Linked DNA regions of Sus scrofa: region 2 is linked to region 1. A link is a contact called in public promoter capture Hi-C data. All regions are on one chromosome and are shown on one strand. The core of a region is the stretch at or near the end of the contact, and the rest is flanking DNA. Distances in the headings are between cores, read along the strand shown. Region 1 holds the start of SLC9A9 (sodium/hydrogen exchanger 9). Region 2 has its middle 500 kb from the start of SLC9A9.

Region 1 (3,544 bases), core at 554-3,053:
ACTTTTCAGTTCTTTCTTTAGCATCTTGTTAAAGAGATTTTTAAATGTTTACTTTGGAAGCATGTTTACTACATTGGAACTTTTGTTTGAATTCAGTTTAGAAGACTTTTTCTCCCAAGTAGTTAATTTTGGTGCAACAACTGTCCAAAAATTCAACAGGTAGCTCCCTCTCCTGGAAAAAAAAAAAATGTGAGTTCCTGTTTAAGTTGTAAAACACACATTTTTACACCCTTAAAAAAAAATACACAAGCATCAAAATATACAGAGAGAGCCAAATTTAAGTGATTTTTCTACCCTTATCAATTAATATCCCAATACTATCATAATCAGCTATTAAGTTTCACAGAAACCTGTTTACTTAAATTGTGTACATTTGCCTAGTTAACAAAAAGTAATGAACAATCATGATTTGACTTAATGTATAAAAATCTTTACACTTGATCATTGAATTTTGAGATTCCTTTCACTTTAGTGGTTTCATACTGTCATCAAACCTTAATTATATGTTCATACTTAACTCACTAGTTTTTACCAAAGATAATGTGGTTCTATAAAGAAAGTAGCAGCTCTATGAAGATCTTCTACTTAAAAAAGTCTTCTTATTCTACTTGCTTGTTTGTCAGTTAAAAAAATAATAATAATAAACATACCAAAGACTGATTGGTACTAAACATCTTAAATTTATATTTTACACAGCATGTAAACAGCTATAGAACTGAGTTGACTAAATTAAAAATTCAATTTATAAATATCACAGTCAACAATGTTGATACATATATTTCTTCACATACCAAAAACAAACTCATACTCTATAATCCACCTAGCCACCAGTGCAGAGCGACTACGTCAGTAAATTTCAATTACCAAAATACTACTGATCTTTTTTTTTACTATTTTCTTTTTTCTCAATGAATTTATTTTATTTATAGCTGTACAATGATCATCACAATCCAATTTTACCAGATTTCCATCCCACAACCCAGCACATCCCCCCACCTCCCACTACTGATCTTTTTTAAAGTTGCTTATCACTAAAGATGAAAACAGAGAAAGAAAAAGTTTAAGGGAAGAGTTAATAAGAAAAGATACAAGCTCACTTTACTACCTCAACTGTAAAGTAAACTGAAGATGCTAATACTTCAAATTTCAAAAACACATAAGCTTCCCAAATAAAGCAGATTTACCTTCATACAAATCAAATACCTTAATTCCTTATAAGTTCCTTAAAGTGCCATATGTTTATAGAACTGGATATATAAAACTCTCTAAAGATATTGGTTCTAATATTAGCTGAATTACCTGATAATGTGTCAATATGCAGCCACTATTATAGGTGCAGAAAATGTGTATCACTAAGATAGCTCCTCACTAAATTCTTAGGTCCCAGAGAATTTGACACACTCTATATAACAAACCAAACTGCTAGAGCTTTCTCCAGGGACCAACCTTGCTAACACAAACATCTTTCTCAAAGAGAAAAGGCAACTTAAATAAAAAAAGAAAAAGAAAAAGAAAGTGTCAAATCAAATGTATATATCATAAATATGGACCTAAGCTTTAGAGGCTGACTAGTTTTGAAAGGAAGAAATAAAGTAATTACTCTGAGGGAAGTTAAACCAGTTTTGCATACACCGTTAAAGAGAGCAGCATTTTATACACAATCTGTACATCCTAAGACGCTTTAAAATTTATCAGGACCCACATTACAGTTTTCTTCAAAGCAAAATATTTGCGTTAAAATTATGTGACTGAACTAATCACACTATGCTCATTTCTCTTAGCTAAGTTGGGCAGCAGAGAACTTGAGAAAAGCAAACAGTATCATTGAATTCTGCACATTCCTATTCACACACTTCAGATTTTAAAAAATACAAATCTCCCAGTGACATTCTTAGCAGCGCAAAGAGGCTGTGAAGTACACCAAATTACTTGTGATTAATTTTAAGTCATTCTTTCCCCTTTGTATTGGCAATACAGCACAACTGGTATGGAAAAGAAGGAAGGTTATTTTCCCTGGGAATATCATAAGAGATCACAGCACCAAAGTTGCAACCACTATCCAAGGACACTGCATTAAAGACGAGTGGGAATGTGTATAAACTCCGTAACTTTTCCCAAGGTAAGCAGGGTTTTTTTGGGGGGCGGGGTGTTTTCCTCTTAGCTGTCACCACCAGTAAAAAGATTCCAACCTACTCCCCGAAAAAGCTCCTTTGTCTTCAAAATAAAGTCACGAGAGAGCCACTAAGTCAAACAGGAGAAAGGTGACTCTAGTCTCTCCATTTCCAGCCCTGGCCTAACATTTCGTCTCCTCCTGCAGTCAAATTACCAGATGAACAGAGCAGGTCACAGGATCAGGATGAAAATGCCCGATTTGGCCTTAAACCCTCGCAGCCCCAAGTCCAACGACGCCTTACTTTTTTTTCTCTTTCTAATCTAACACCTAAAGCAGGCCTCAGGGATTAGCCCCATCCGGACCACAGTTTCCATACTCTAACCTCATCCTCCCGAGTTTGTCCCCAAATCTGCCACCCCAAATGATTCGCCAGGTGAATGAGCTAAGGGATAAAACAAAGAGACTTTGGGGCCGAAGTTAAGCCAGTCACGAGGGGTACTAAAGGGGAAAGCAAAGCGGTATAGAAACACTTAAGAACTAAGGTCTTCCTAAACAGACTGCGCCGAGGAAGTGCAAGCCCGGCGAGCAAAGCAGAAAGGCAAGGAGGAGAGCCGAAGGAAACTCGCCGGAGAGACATTTTGGGAGCGTACCAGACCAAACGCGCTCCCTCTGGCGTTGAAAGATCCGCAATCAGAACCGAGATGCGCCCGCGTCTAGGTGACAAGAGCAAGCCTCGCCACCAGCTGGGTCGCCCTCCACGATCCCGCACCGCGCCCGGGGGTCCCCAGCGCCGTTCCTTTCCCAAGCCCGCCGCCTGGCCCCCCGGGGGCCAGGTCCTGACAGGAGGACCGGTGCGGGCGGGGCCGCTGCTCCCGACTCCCGTAACCTGGGTGGCCCTCCGGGCAGGATGCCCCCCTCCGGGGTTTCGTGCCTACCTGTAGCACCAGCGGCTCGGGGTTGAAGGCCAGGGTCAACAGCAGCTGCATACGCTCCGAGTCCTTGAGGTTGCGAAGCAGGAAACTGCCCGAGTCCTTGGTCTCGGCGTATCGGCGCACCAGGCGGTCGAGCAGACGCTGCGAGGGGCAGTGCACCAGGTCGGACCAGCCCTCCACCGCCTCGGGCGTGAGCAGCCGCACGTCGCCGTTGAGGCGCGCGAACTCGGTGCGGGGCATGGCCTGGAGCAGGTCGCAGCGGGGCCGGCCGGTGGCCCGCTTGCAGATGCTCTGGTCGAGCTGCGCCAGCTCGCGCTGCGAGCCAAGGCGCTTGAGCACCACTCGGCGGCGGCCGCCCTCGCGGGGCTCGCCGTACTGCGCGAAGTAGACGTTCTTCACGTTAAGGAAGTCCAGCAGGCGCAGGCGGCCCCACGCCTCGAACACCACCTGCCCGTTGAGGAAGCGGCGGCACCAGCTCGTACCGAAGCACGCCGGGCAC
Region 2 (3,544 bases), core at 538-3,037, 500 kb before region 1:
CCTTGGATTTGCTTGAATGTCAGCAGCTTAGTTTCAAACACTGATTTTCCTGAAAGACTTGAAAATAGAAAAATAAAATTTATAAGCAAAAGTCCATCTCATATTCACATGGAACAATTTCACATACAAACAATAAGGACAAGAAAAAAAATCATTTCAACATTTTGCCTTTCCACTACTGAAATATGATTAACTTAGCCTTTTGTTTTTTAAAATCATGATTTGGATCATAGTGCAAGTGGGTAGCAGAACTTCTTAACTCTAAAAAAGAAAATCAACAAAGAAGTCCAAAGTTTAGCTTCAAGCTGTAATCTTAACTAAAGCCATAGTTAGCACTGAATTTTTTTCAAATATATGAAGATTACATTATCTCCTTGACAAGGACAGTTATCCCAAAGCGTTGTCTGTAGGCTGTGTTTATCCTGGCTGTTAGATCATTATTATGCAGATGGTTCCTATGCTGCAGTTTCAAACCAATTCCTGTTATTCTGTACCTAAGAGTATCTGTCCCCTGGGCTCTCCAGAATTACTCAACCATTTCTCTATTCTCTATTCAGGTTAGTTTTCTTTTTATTTTTTGTCTTTTTAGGGTCACACCCCCTGCATATGGAAGTTCCCAGACTATGGGTCAAATCAGAGCTGTAGCCGCTGGCCTACACAGCCACAGCATCAGATCCAAACCACGTCTGAGACCTATACCACAGCTCACAGCAATGCCGGATGCTTCACCCACTGATTGAGGCTAGGAATCGAACCTGCATCCTAATCCATGCTAGTCAGATTTGTTTCCACTGAGCCATGATGGGAATTCCCAGCTTAGTTTTCTAGAAATGAAAACATTCTCTTGCTTTTCTTCTTCCTTAAGAGATAGTATTTTATCCTTCAATATTTTCCTTTTCAATTTTTTTTCCTCTTCTCTGAATATGATCTCTAGAGAAGTGAAGGCCAGAATGGGACTAATGTCCTAGTGAGGATGTGGTGAGTTGGAGGCCTATGAGAAGATGCTCAGAATCCTGCAGACCATGTGCCCCTCTGTCTCACAGCAGCAGGTGGCAGTCTGTTCTCAGGCTGGACAGTCACATGCTAGAAGTGGGAGTTCTGAAACTGGGCCTGCCAGGATCTCACTGTTTGTTTGTTTGTTTGTTTTATTTAATTTATTTCATTTTTTTGGCAAACTCAGAGCTCAGACTTTGGCCCTCTACTTAAAAAGACTGAAGCAATGAATTCATTTAAGTCTTAATTTAACATTTTTCATACAAAGAAATACACTCCCTGGCTCCCCTACCTTCTTGGAAAGGGAGAAGACAAAAGAAATTCTCAATGATATATACAAAAACAGGGAAAAAAACAAACAAAACAGTGCTACCTCCAAATTTACCTCATTTCTGGCTATGATATATTGGGTAAGATATACCCAACTAGTACTCTCTTCTTTGTTATTCCTGACACCCTCAGTGATAATTTTAAAACACTGCCAAAAAAGAAGTTACACAGGAATTTTCCATAAAGAGATTCTCTCTATAAAATATTTTGTCTGTTTCTATAGGAATTTTACACCTTCGACAAAAAAGGCATCAACATTTGCCTCCTTCAAACATGAGCACAAGCCCGAACTCCCCTGTCTTTTAGAAGTATTTTCTAATTTGTGTAATATTTCTCACTCTCCACATGTTCTTCCAGTTTGAAGGTTTCACCAGTAGAAACGTAACAATAACATCAAAAAGTGCACACGTGTGCAGCACGTCGATACATAGTCCCTGAGGATAGGTCATGTCCTGTGTGTGTCTGCAGCCATTGCTTCACTTGGACCAGGACAAAGGTTTCTGATGCTTCTGATAGTTCTGTCTTAGAACTGTAAAGCTAAAAATGAGCAAACACCACAAATTCGCCTTGCCTTTTAAGATTTTTTCTGGCACAGGATCAAAGAGAAGAAGAAGAAAAGCCCAAGATAAGGCTTAAAACTATGGAGGTTGCACAAAAGCAAGAGAATTGAAAAGTCTGTTTGTAGTTGAAATAACTCTGACAACAACTGCTGAAGCCATAGAAACAAGGCCTCGGGTCTAGTTTGAATTTGGGGAATGAAAGAGAAGAACAGATGTTTCAGGTACTGAAAATATATTTAGAATCCCAACTCTCCTCATCTTCCTGAGAACTGACCTTTAAAAAATACACATCGCTACACACTTTATTTGAATTGAGTAAACAAAGCTGCAGAAAGGGGAGTTAGTCCATGGAGTTTGTCTATTGGAATTACTTTTGCAGTAAAGAGAAAAGAGGCAAATTACTCAGGTTAATATATAAATCACATACCACTTAAAGGGAAGGGTGATTTTAGGCTCTGCTGAGACAAGAGTAAAAAGAAATGCCTTTTTTTTTTTTTTTTTTTTAAGAGAGGCTGCTTCATAAACAAAACATGAGCTTACCCAGCACTGCCCAGGCGCCAGACATCTGTCACTTTGCAGATGTCCCCTCAATAACTCACGCAAACAGCACTGCTCTTCTCCAGCCCCCAAGAGCAATGAGCCCTCACTGATGAAATCTGCTGCAGTGTCTGGGGAAAGAGTTTATTGCCCCAAAGTCAGAATAGTAATTACAATTTACCTGAGTGATTTTTTTTTTTCTAAATGGCTTTTTCTACATGCTTTGCAAGGTAGATCTATGAATTTGCAATATGAGTTTACACAAATGGTTGGATATTGGAGGCTTTGAAAGTAAATCATGAGAGCAGACTATTAGATTTGCCTGTGTACCTAGTACCTTTGTGATTTTGCGAAACCTTTCCGTTGTTACTGTTGTGGTTCTTGGCATCATACCTTTAATATCCAAGACAACAATTAGCTTACTTTTCAGAAGCTGGGCTAGTTAATCATCTACAAAGGAAACAATGCCCATATTATTGCACAGTCTTTGATGCGGTGGATTTGACTTAAGCAAACTTAAAGCAACATGTAGAAAAAGCAATCCAATTTGTAACATGTTTTCTTGGCTCATGTGTAGTTATGTCAGATATTTTCATCTCTTAAAAAAACGTGCTTCCAAAGGTTGATCCCACAGTGGTATCAGTTCTTTGAATACTGCTGCCTTTAAATTTCTGTAAGCAAGAAGATGCAGTTACCAGTGTAAAAGTCTGTATGTTGAATCTCATGTATTATGAGTATTAATCAGAAATCAAATTACAGGAAAATTCAATATGAGTGTGTGTAAAGACTCAAGTACTTAAAGAAAATGTGCTTGTATAAAGATGTCAGTGAGTGAGTGATATATATTTCTCTGCATGTGGGTGCGTGTGTGTGTGTGTGTATATATATATATATATATACATACATACATACAAGTTTCATATACAAATGATATTGTCAACTTGCGAATATAAGCAAGGGCTGTGAATTCCCTTTATTTAGGATAAACATTTGGAGCTACCACGCACAGACCTCAGTTCCAAAATAAAATGGGAACTTAAGTGCTTCAGTCAAATCTCATCTCCTTTTTGTCACCCCTCCCCACCCCCATGGCTATTCATTCTCAATAATGAGGAAGCAAAGAA

Evidence for each region. Promoter capture Hi-C pulls out the DNA fragments that hold promoters and counts their contacts.
Region 2: a contact with region 1 is called in a promoter capture Hi-C map of fetal liver, with 5 times the contacts expected there. The contact joins the enhancer-like site here to the promoter of SLC9A9 in region 1. A contact is called at or near these places in 2 of 5 promoter capture datasets (fetal liver and liver), 11 of 47 Hi-C or Micro-C datasets (brain, embryonic fibroblasts, fetal heart ventricle and 5 more) and 2 of 2 datasets of contacts at active chromatin or transcription factors (alveolar macrophages and skeletal muscle).

What each region holds. Positions count from the first base shown.
Region 1 is chr13:84,635,137-84,638,680 of Sscrofa11.1, reverse strand. It overlaps SLC9A9 (sodium/hydrogen exchanger 9), which reads left to right and starts at 1,803. Exons shown (of 19, transcript XM_021071131.1): 1 at 1,803-2,119. It overlaps C13H3orf58 (deleted in autism protein 1), which reads right to left. Exons shown (of 3, transcript XM_013982111.2): 1 at 3,049-3,544.
Region 2 is chr13:85,135,759-85,139,302 of Sscrofa11.1, reverse strand. No RefSeq gene overlaps it. Among named protein-coding and RNA genes, the nearest start is that of SLC9A9, 500 kb to the right of the region's middle. Within about 2 kb of position 1,787, at least 2 of the 83 cell types and tissues checked have an H3K27ac peak or open chromatin away from gene starts, as enhancers often do. A contact at or near this core is called in fetal liver, where this site is marked.